2 separate regions of the Mus musculus genome follow, and region 1 is linked to region 2. A link is a contact called in public Hi-C data. All regions are on one chromosome and are shown on one strand. Each heading gives the region's core, a stretch centred on a gene start, on an enhancer-like site or on the middle of the called end of the contact. The rest is flanking DNA. Distances are from core to core; before and after follow the strand shown. Region 1 has its middle 15 kb from the start of 1700023C21Rik. Region 2 overlaps Prkca (protein kinase C, alpha).

Region 1 (4,517 bases), core at 1,353-3,852, 1.8 Mb after region 2:
GTCTACAGAGTGAGTTCCAGGACAGCCAGAGCTATACTGAGAAACCCTGTCTCAAAAAAAAAAAAAAAAAAAACAACCAAACAAAAGAATGAGCTCTCATAATCACACTAAAAAGGGAAGTAGACTTGGGACAAATTGGTGTTCAAGGAAAAACATTTAGGTCCAAGGATAAAGCCTATGTGGACCTATGTGTGTACTGTATGAGGCAAGGTCATGGAAAAACTGTTGCTTTGAACTTATAATGATCATACCGAATGAAACACTGCTTTAAACATAATATCAACATCTGTCTGTAACTCCCATTTATGTAACATTTTACCTCTGGGGTAATATTCTAAGGATTTTTTTTTTAAGAACATATACATAGGCCACAGAAAAGAAATAAAGTTGTTGGATGGTTTGGCTTACAGGGCTCTGCCCTATCCATCTATTCATAAACCCACCCAAATGTATATGCCTGTTTGTTTATTATACATATGAAGGTATGTGTATGTATGTAAGCATGCATGAACACTTGTGGAGTTGATGAGACAGATGGTTGGGCCCAACCAGTGTGCATGTGCATGCGTGTATGTGTGTGTGTGTGTAAGAATTTATGTCTAAAAGCTATTAAAAGATAAAAGCAATAAATAAAAGGTGATGTAACCATTTCATCCGATGTGTGTTTTCTGTGTGGCTGACTTCTTATTTCTTTCCTGGTTTACAGAGTTAACCAGCCAAGTCAGTAAGGGGCTCCTGGATGCCTGGCCAGAGAAGGGAGCTCTAGCAATAAATCCTTTACCTAGTCACTAGTCATCTCTGTTAGCAACAAGTATCAATAGGTCCAGAGGCCTGCAGCTTCTGCCCTCAGAGTAACTTAAAATCAAGATAGGTAAATGCTATTATAGAAAGCAACCCTACTCTCTCGCAAGATCAAGTCTTGCCCCTGCCAACACTCTCCAGCACCACACACCTCACTACCTTCAAGAGAGAACCAGAGCTCCAGAGCTGGCCCCCAGAACATATATATGCATGTATATATGTGTGCATATGAGCATATGCATATGCATGTGTGTGTGCATGAATATATATGCCTTTGTGTGTGTATGTGTGTGCCCTTGCACGCCGGTGTTTGACATCAAATGTGTTCCTTTTAACCTTTAATCTTCCCTACCTTTAGAAAACACAATACTTTTATTTCTTTTGTGAGAATCCATCCATGCATACAATGTATTTTGATCACCCTTCACTCCTTCCCCTAACTCTTCCCAAGTTCTTGTTTTTAGCCACTGGTTGCAGTTTGAGCTGCCCACATACTCATGGGTATGGGCAATCCACTGGAACTTAGGCAACCTCTCAGAGGCCACACCCTTAAAGAAAAATGGAGTCTGTCACTCCCAGAAGCCATCTATTGCCCATGCTCCTTAGTAAGTGGTAGGCTTGTGAGTCCCTCCATGCTGCAATGCTGACTGTCGTGGTCCTGTGCAGGTCTTGTACAGGCAACCACAGCTGCTGTGAGTTCACCAGTGCAGTGGTCCTACCGTGTCCGGAACACACATTTGCTCCGGTCCTCCCTGACCTCTGGCTTTGATTCTTCCAAAATATTCCTTTATGACTGATGTAGCAAGATGCCTATGAGTCCACCTTAGTATTTGAAAAAGGGTCTCTAACTGAGCCTGAAAGTCACTGTTCCAACCAAACTGGCTGGTTAGTAAGATCCAGGGATCTTCTCATCTGTACCCCCCCGCACCCCCCCCCCCCGAGAATCATGGGCCATGCCAATTCAATGCCCAGCTTACATGGGTGCTGGAGAATCCGAACTCAGGTGCGCATGAGGAACACCAAGTGCTTCACCCACTAAGCCACGCCTTCAGCCCCAGAAGCCATGGCTTCTAACTCTGGCATTGACCTTACTCCTGTATCTGGTTCTGTTTGTTTCCTCATTAAAAGCAGAAATGTAAAAACCTGAAGGCATTTTAAACCGTTCATACTGAGATCACGTGACTTAGAGAAACCCATGAATTAAGACGTTTTGAGACCTGTGGCTAAGTTCGGGGCTTAAATGACAGGGTAGAGTTCTGACGGCCAGCAGATAAACCAAACGGTTGCACAGAGGCACAGACAGATCCTGTCCCCCAAAGGATTGTGGGCAGCAGACATCCTGGGCGCAGCCTGAGTCATATCCGGTGTGCAAAAACATGCAAGTAAGCAGGCTACAGATCTTGGGTTTGGGCGACCTCAGTCTTTAGAGCAACCTCGATGATCGAGAAAGAAAGAAAACACAGCAAGGCACAGCTGTCTTTTACTGTAGGGAGAATTAGAGAAATGGGATAGTCAAACTTCGACAATGACACCCCCCCCCCCCACGCCCTTTCCTGCTGGCCCAGGGGTTTCCCATTTCCCTGGAGGAATTTGTGGGACTACTTTTAGCTTCTGCAAGGGAGGCGGCGTCTGAACAGGGACTTTTCTAGACCACAAAGACTGTAAACTTGCCTTTACTGGCCCTCAGCAATCTTCTTGGCTTAAATTGTATGCCTCTGCAGCTGCTTATTCATTGCTAGCTTTGAAAACCCCTGCAAACACGGCTCTGGATCCGATCTTTTCTCCAGAGAACCTGGCTCGCTGGGATAGAGCAGGAGCGCCACCGTGTGGCTGTGTGATTACTGCCGATTCTTTTTGGATGAGATAGGATGATGGGACTGGCTCATTTTTGTTACAAGGAAAGCAGGGCATCAGGGCCTAAGTGGGTCTGTGGCATCCCAAGATGATTTTAGTAGGATGTTGGTACATCACTTAGGGATCTCCAGAGAAGCAACTCATGCATATGTGGGTAGTAGCAAGCATGAAACTAGTGGGATGGGCTGGCCGACTGCAATAAGCAAAACTAGGGTTACAGCTCTTATCTATGTATCCTATCCTGTCTGTCCATCTGTCTGTCCTATTTATTGTGGATTTTTACATTTATCTTTATTTTTACATATTCACAGGTGTGTGTGTGTGTGTGTGTGTGTGTGTGTGTGTGTGTGTACAGGTGCCCACGAAGGCCCAGAGCTGGAGTTGCAGGTGGTTTTAAGTCAGCCGACATGGATGCTGGAAATCAAATTCAGGCACACAAGAGAGCAGCATGCTCTCACAACCACTGAGACATCTCTTCAGTCCCTAGGGTTACCGTTTTGAAGCAATACCACTTTGTAAAGAGCACTTCATGTCAAGTGGGTTTTCCCAGCATCAGTTATGAAGCCACTGGAGAACAAGTCACTGGAGTTTTATAGCAGGAGGGATAAGATGTACTAATGATGTAACAGACATTGATATGTCTTTCTTTTTTATTTTTTGCACAAACCCATTAGACTTGAATGAAGGGCTCAGCTCATCAGAGACTTTCCCATGGAACTCACATGTGCATCTTCTTTGGTTTGAAACAGGTGGTCCTATATGCATTACTTCCTTTGCTCTTTGCTGTGGCTAAATACTTGGAGAAACAAAAGCTCCTTTCTTTTATTTTAGGTCACTGTTTCAGAGGGTTCATCCTGGCTTTTAGCCTCACATGCTTGGGTAGAATATTATCCTGGGGGGGGGGGGCTCAGTGGAGGCTGTTCTTTGATTCTTAGCAGACAGGAAACACAGCTAAGGGGATTTTTTTTTTGGGGGGGGGGACTGGCATATGTAATTGTGGCATAAGCCATGAAGCTTGGCAACCAAGTAAGGTTTTTTTTTTTTTTTGAGGATGGCCCACCACTTTGCATGGCTGTGACAGGTGAGCTCTGACAGGCATGGACCCCAGAGACGTCATCCCAGGATTGCTTCTCACCGATGTTATGACTTTCCCATCACTATTACATAGCCCAATGATTCCTGGGCACCAGCCCACCCAATTGGGCAAATTTCCTGCAGATCAACATGAAGATGAACTTTCATAAATTAGTGCTGTTTAGATGAATTAATGACTTTATAGAATTCCTGGTTTGATTCAAATAATTTTAGGAAGAAAGTTTAAGGAGACGGTTTTAGTCGTTTTGCCAGAAAGATGTAATATAGTTAGAATCAAGAATAGAATGTACCCACTCCTCATAGAATAGTAAAGGCTGCATAATTAGGAACACAATGAGCTTTCATAAATTACAGGAAAAAAAAGAGAAACAGGCTTGGGGCAGAATTGTGATCAAGGAAAAACATTCATTCTAGGTCAGGTGCAAGGATGAAGCCACAGGTATGCACCATGATAGAGCAAGGCCATGGGAAACTGTTGCTTTGAACTTATAATGAGCTTATAGAATGTAACACTGCTTTGAACTTACTACGGACATCCTTCTGTAACTCCTTTTTGTGTAACATTTTATCTGTGGGCTAATTTTATAAAGAACTTTTGTCTAAGGAGTTATAAAAAGGCTGAGAGGGAAAAAAATAGTGTGGCTGTTGTGGCTTTGCTCCATTCGCCAAATGTACATATCTGTAAATATGTGTGTGTATGTATGTGTCTGCATGTACACACATATGTAGGTATATGTGCATGTATGTAACTATGCATGTGCATTTGT
Region 2 (4,369 bases), core at 1,642-4,141:
TCAGGCTACAATCCCTGAGGTACGCAGGCTCTAACTTAAAGTAGTAAGGCACCCTAAAACTCCCTGAGACGCTCTCCTTCTCTCTCTCTCTCTCTCTCTCTCTCTCTCTCTCTCTCTGTGTGTGTGTGTGTGTGTGTGTGCAGAGTGTAGAGGACAGCCTTGGCTGTTGGTCCTTACATGCCATAAACCCTGCCATCTTGAGACAGGGTTTCTCATTGGCCTGGAGCTCACAAAATAAGCTAGGCTGGCTGGCCAGTGAGTCCCAGGGATCCGATTGTATCAACCCCACCTCCACCCCCATCCCAGCACTGAGACTATAAGCACATCCTCTTCCCCCCCCCCCCCACCACAACCTTTTTTAATCCTGAAGGTTCTGGGGGATTGAATTCAGGTCTTCATGCTTGCATGCTGTCACCCCAGCTCATTCTGTGTCTCCTTAAATCACAAATGTCTTAATATTTTTTTTTTCGAGACAGGGTTTCTCTGTGTAGCCCTGGCTGTCCTGGAACTCACTTTGTAGACCAGGCTGGCCTCGAACTCAGAAATCCACCTGCCTCTGCCTACAAATGTCTTAATATAAATTTATATTCTCTATGGCATTTGAAGACACTCTTAGGCCCTAGCGGAAAGATATCTGTAGACTTCACAGACCAACTCTCTCAGGACAGTGACAGCTGACTTCTCTCTTCACATTGGGACACTGCAGATTGTCATCCCTGTAGAACACGTTATCCTCCCAGGCTGGTCTCCCTCTGCCTGGCAGATGGGAAGAGTCTTACACTATGATCTGAACGCTTGTGATTCCCCACCCAATTAATATGCTCTAATTTCTAGTCCCCAGGTGAAGGTACTAAGAGGTAGAGTCCAGAGAGGTGATTAGGTCAGGAGAATGGGCCCCTCATGGATGAGATTTGTGCCCGTATAAAGTAGGTTTTAGGGAGCTTGCTAGCTTTTCCCACCGTGTGAGGACCCAATGAGAAGGCATTATTTCAGGATCAGGAAATGGGTTCCCCATGGGTACAGCAGCTGCCAGTTTCTTGAACTTGATCTTCCCAGCCTGAGTCCCACATTCCTGTTGTCTATCAGCTACAGTACCATGTGACAGAGGCCTGAGTGGAGCAAAGCCACCAGGGAGTTGAGAGTGACCTAGACAGTGTGGAACAAGAACCTGCTGGGGCTTGATATTGGGTAAGAACTGCAAATGAGGGTGCTGGTCCAGGGTGGTCACGTCATATTCTCCTTAGTGTGAATGTGAGTCCTCCATGAACTGGCACCCAAGAGCAGTCAACTCTGTCCAGATAGAGGCAAGTGATTCTTTCTTCAAGCAAGTGACAAGGTAGAGTTGACACTCTGTAGAGGAATGCATTGGACTGTGTGATGTGAGGCAGGAAGAGATGACATCCTCCTCTCGGGAGCAGGGTACCACTGAGAGATTTCTCATCAACACTCCAGTGGCACTTGGACTCTGTGTCTAGAGGTCTGATCTTGAAACTAATAATAGTCTAATAGCCAGAGTATCCCACCATTCACTTCAACAAATACTTTTTATTTGCTTTTTATTTTTATTTTGTGTTTTTTTTGAGACATAAGCTTGCTACATAGCCTAGGCTGGCCTTGAACCCGCCATCGTCATACTCTGCCTTCCCATGGCTAGGTTTACAAGCAGGTACAAACACATCATGCTGTAGTCTTCAGCATGCTCCATCCTCTGATTTACCAAGCCAATAGTGGTATAACTTCAGAGCCGACACTGGTTTCAACTGACTGGTTAAGGAAGTCAAATATCTTATTCCACTCAACCTGTCACATGCAGGACTGACACATGATTCCCAAAGACTCACGGGTTACTCTCCTCTCGACTGTTTTGAACACCTACCACCGAGCATAGCAGCATGGGGAAGTTATCTGCCACACACACGGGTCTCCATACAACCTTTGCCCTGTGATTCTGGGTTCATGCTGTCCCATCCCTGGGCACACCCTATCTGGAACACAACCCTGTTCTCTGGCTTTCCAGCCTCCTGCTAGCCCTGTCTATCAGATCTCCACAGGCTGACAGAAACACGGGGACAGGGACAAAACACTTCCTCCCCAGGCATCTCCCCAGGGTCAACACAGGGCAAGGCAAAAGCCACGCAGGCCAGATTCTTGGATTCTGACAGGAGCTGGAGTGGGCAAGGCCTTTCGAGGCTCTCACTTTGAGCTGCAGTTCACAGAGTGTCCATTTGGAGGGACTCCAACACAAGGGAAAAACCAAACAGGCCTTTTTCCAAGGAGACTCAATTCAGGCCAAAAGGAGCCAAGTGCTTTCCCAGAAGACATCAAATGATTTGAAGAGTCTCAGAGTGCTCAAAGACTAAGGGACATAAAATGTATTGTTAGTTTTCAGGAAGAAAATATGCCATGCAGGGCCATTTGCTCCACATTTCTAGGGCAACCATTACACATGGAGCTTTGCTGGGTTTCACCCAATGAGATGCAAAGGCATCTTCAGCAAAGAACAATTGTAGATGAGGCATCAACAAATGAGACGTGGGTCACTTGGAGGGTCTTGGCTGTCTGGCTTGCTGCATTTGCTCTAATCACACTGCACCAAGCTTGCGGATGCTGTCTGTGGTCACGAGCACGGACTCTGATTTGATCTCATTTGTGCTAATAAACAATGACTCACAAATTCTATGATCTTAGTTTCCTTATGGCCAGAGTCAAGGGCAAGAAGAGCGAGCAACACTGAGAATATACCCACCTTGTGTGACCACAAACCTGAATTCAAGGACTTAAGAAGTACATTGTTTAAAAACACATTCACTGAATGTTCTGCTGTCTAAACCCACTACTTTGTCACAAGGGTGGCTTTCTGCCCCAGTAAATCCAGTGTCCCCAAATGGTGAGTCAGCAACTACTCAATCAAAGTCAGCTAAAGAATTTAATGAGCGTGGTATGCACAGTCAGTTCATGCTCCCTCCTTCCTTCCCTCCCTCCCCCTCTCTCTTCCCCTCCCTCCCTCTCTCTCTTCCCCTCCCTCCCCCTCTCTTCCCCTCCCCCCCTCTCTCTCTTCCCCTCTCTTCTCCTTTCGTCCTACTCTGTCTCCTTTCTTCAACTTTGAGACATAGTCTTACTGTATAGCCCTGTTTCCCTTTTAATATAGCCTCCTCTTGCATACACTAAGTACTCCAATAACACGTATGTTATCTGCTAATATTCTATAATTCCAAAGTAGATGACTGTGAAAAATATTTGCTAGTTGTGGGAGACAGATAAGATCTGCATATAAACATAGGGAGGCATTGATTTTAAGAAATAATTACTTCTCATTGTAGGGACAATGCATAGTCATCATAAAATAATTTAAATGCACAAAGTATAAAGGCAAAGATTAAAGGCAATTGCACTTCCACCAAAACAGAGGATTGATGCTGACATACTGTTATGCTGATTGACAATTGCTCTCCTGTAAAGACATCTATAGTATAATATTGATTGTTTGATTATAATGTTGGGGATAAAGCCCAGGGTCTTGTATATGCTAGGTAAGCACATTATCATTGAGCCATATCTCTAGCCTGTAATATTTATTTTTATAGAATTCACATAACTTTATGGTAGTTAAAAATTCCTTCTTAATAAAAGTTACCAAAGTAATTTTTAAAAAGCATTTTTTAATGCCCAGCATTCTATTTTGTAGCAAAGACTTTAAAATAAGTTCAGTTTGTACATTTACATGGTTTAAAAATTCCTCATCTTTGTATATAACAACTGATTGTCTTCATACATAAATTTCTGCTTTTCTTCTTGGGCTGCATTCTTAGAAGGAGAGTAAAAGATATAAAAACCCTTGCCAAACTGCTCCCCCCAAAGTTGTATCAAAGTCCTACCAAAAATCATATTAAAGATAAAGTGAGAAAAATAAAGAGTAACATTGTAAGTTTGATTTTTTTTTTTTTTGAGGCTTAACAGTCTTTATAGCTATTGGGCCATGTGAATTTCTTTTTCTCTGACTTAATTCTCAATTCCTTTAGGGTAGTAAACAGGTTTCTTACTGGCTAGAGGGAATGTTTGGATGCACATGACAGTGGTCCTTCTCCCTGTTTGCCACGCTCTGTGTTTAGATTTAATTCCGTAGGCTTCTAGAAACACAAAGGAGTCTATCTTTTCACACAGTCAAAGCTACCAACATGTTTTCTTTCCTTTCTTCCATTTCTTTTAGGCTTAGGAAATCCTTGCCCTCCGTGAAGGTAGTTAAGTATTCGCCTGTGTTTTCTTTCATTATTTTGTTTCCTTTTTTTAATAATTAACTTCCAGATGCACTTGAAATTTATTTTGGTGTAAAGCACGAGGGGAGATCTCATTTATTTATTTATTTTTCTTC

The links. A called contact is a pair of places that touch in the nucleus more often than the background predicts.
Region 1: a Hi-C map of the N1E-115 cell line shows a contact between it and region 2, with 18 times the contacts expected there. The contact joins two enhancer-like sites. A contact is called at or near these places in 2 of 484 Hi-C or Micro-C datasets (the G1E-ER4 cell line and the N1E-115 cell line).

Annotation. Positions count from the first base shown.
Region 1 is chr11:109,858,194-109,862,710 of GRCm38.p6, forward strand. No RefSeq gene overlaps it. Among named protein-coding and RNA genes, the nearest start is that of 1700023C21Rik, 15 kb to the left of the region's middle. Within about 2 kb of position 2,603, at least 229 of the 459 cell types and tissues checked have an H3K27ac peak or open chromatin away from gene starts, as enhancers often do. A contact at or near this core is called in the N1E-115 cell line, where this site is marked.
Region 2 is chr11:108,023,705-108,028,073 of GRCm38.p6, forward strand. All of the region lies in intron 5 of Prkca (protein kinase C, alpha), which reads right to left. Among named protein-coding and RNA genes, the nearest start is that of Mir7223, 29 kb to the left of the region's middle. Within about 2 kb of position 2,892, at least 53 of the 459 cell types and tissues checked have an H3K27ac peak or open chromatin away from gene starts, as enhancers often do. A contact at or near this core is called in the N1E-115 cell line, where this site is marked.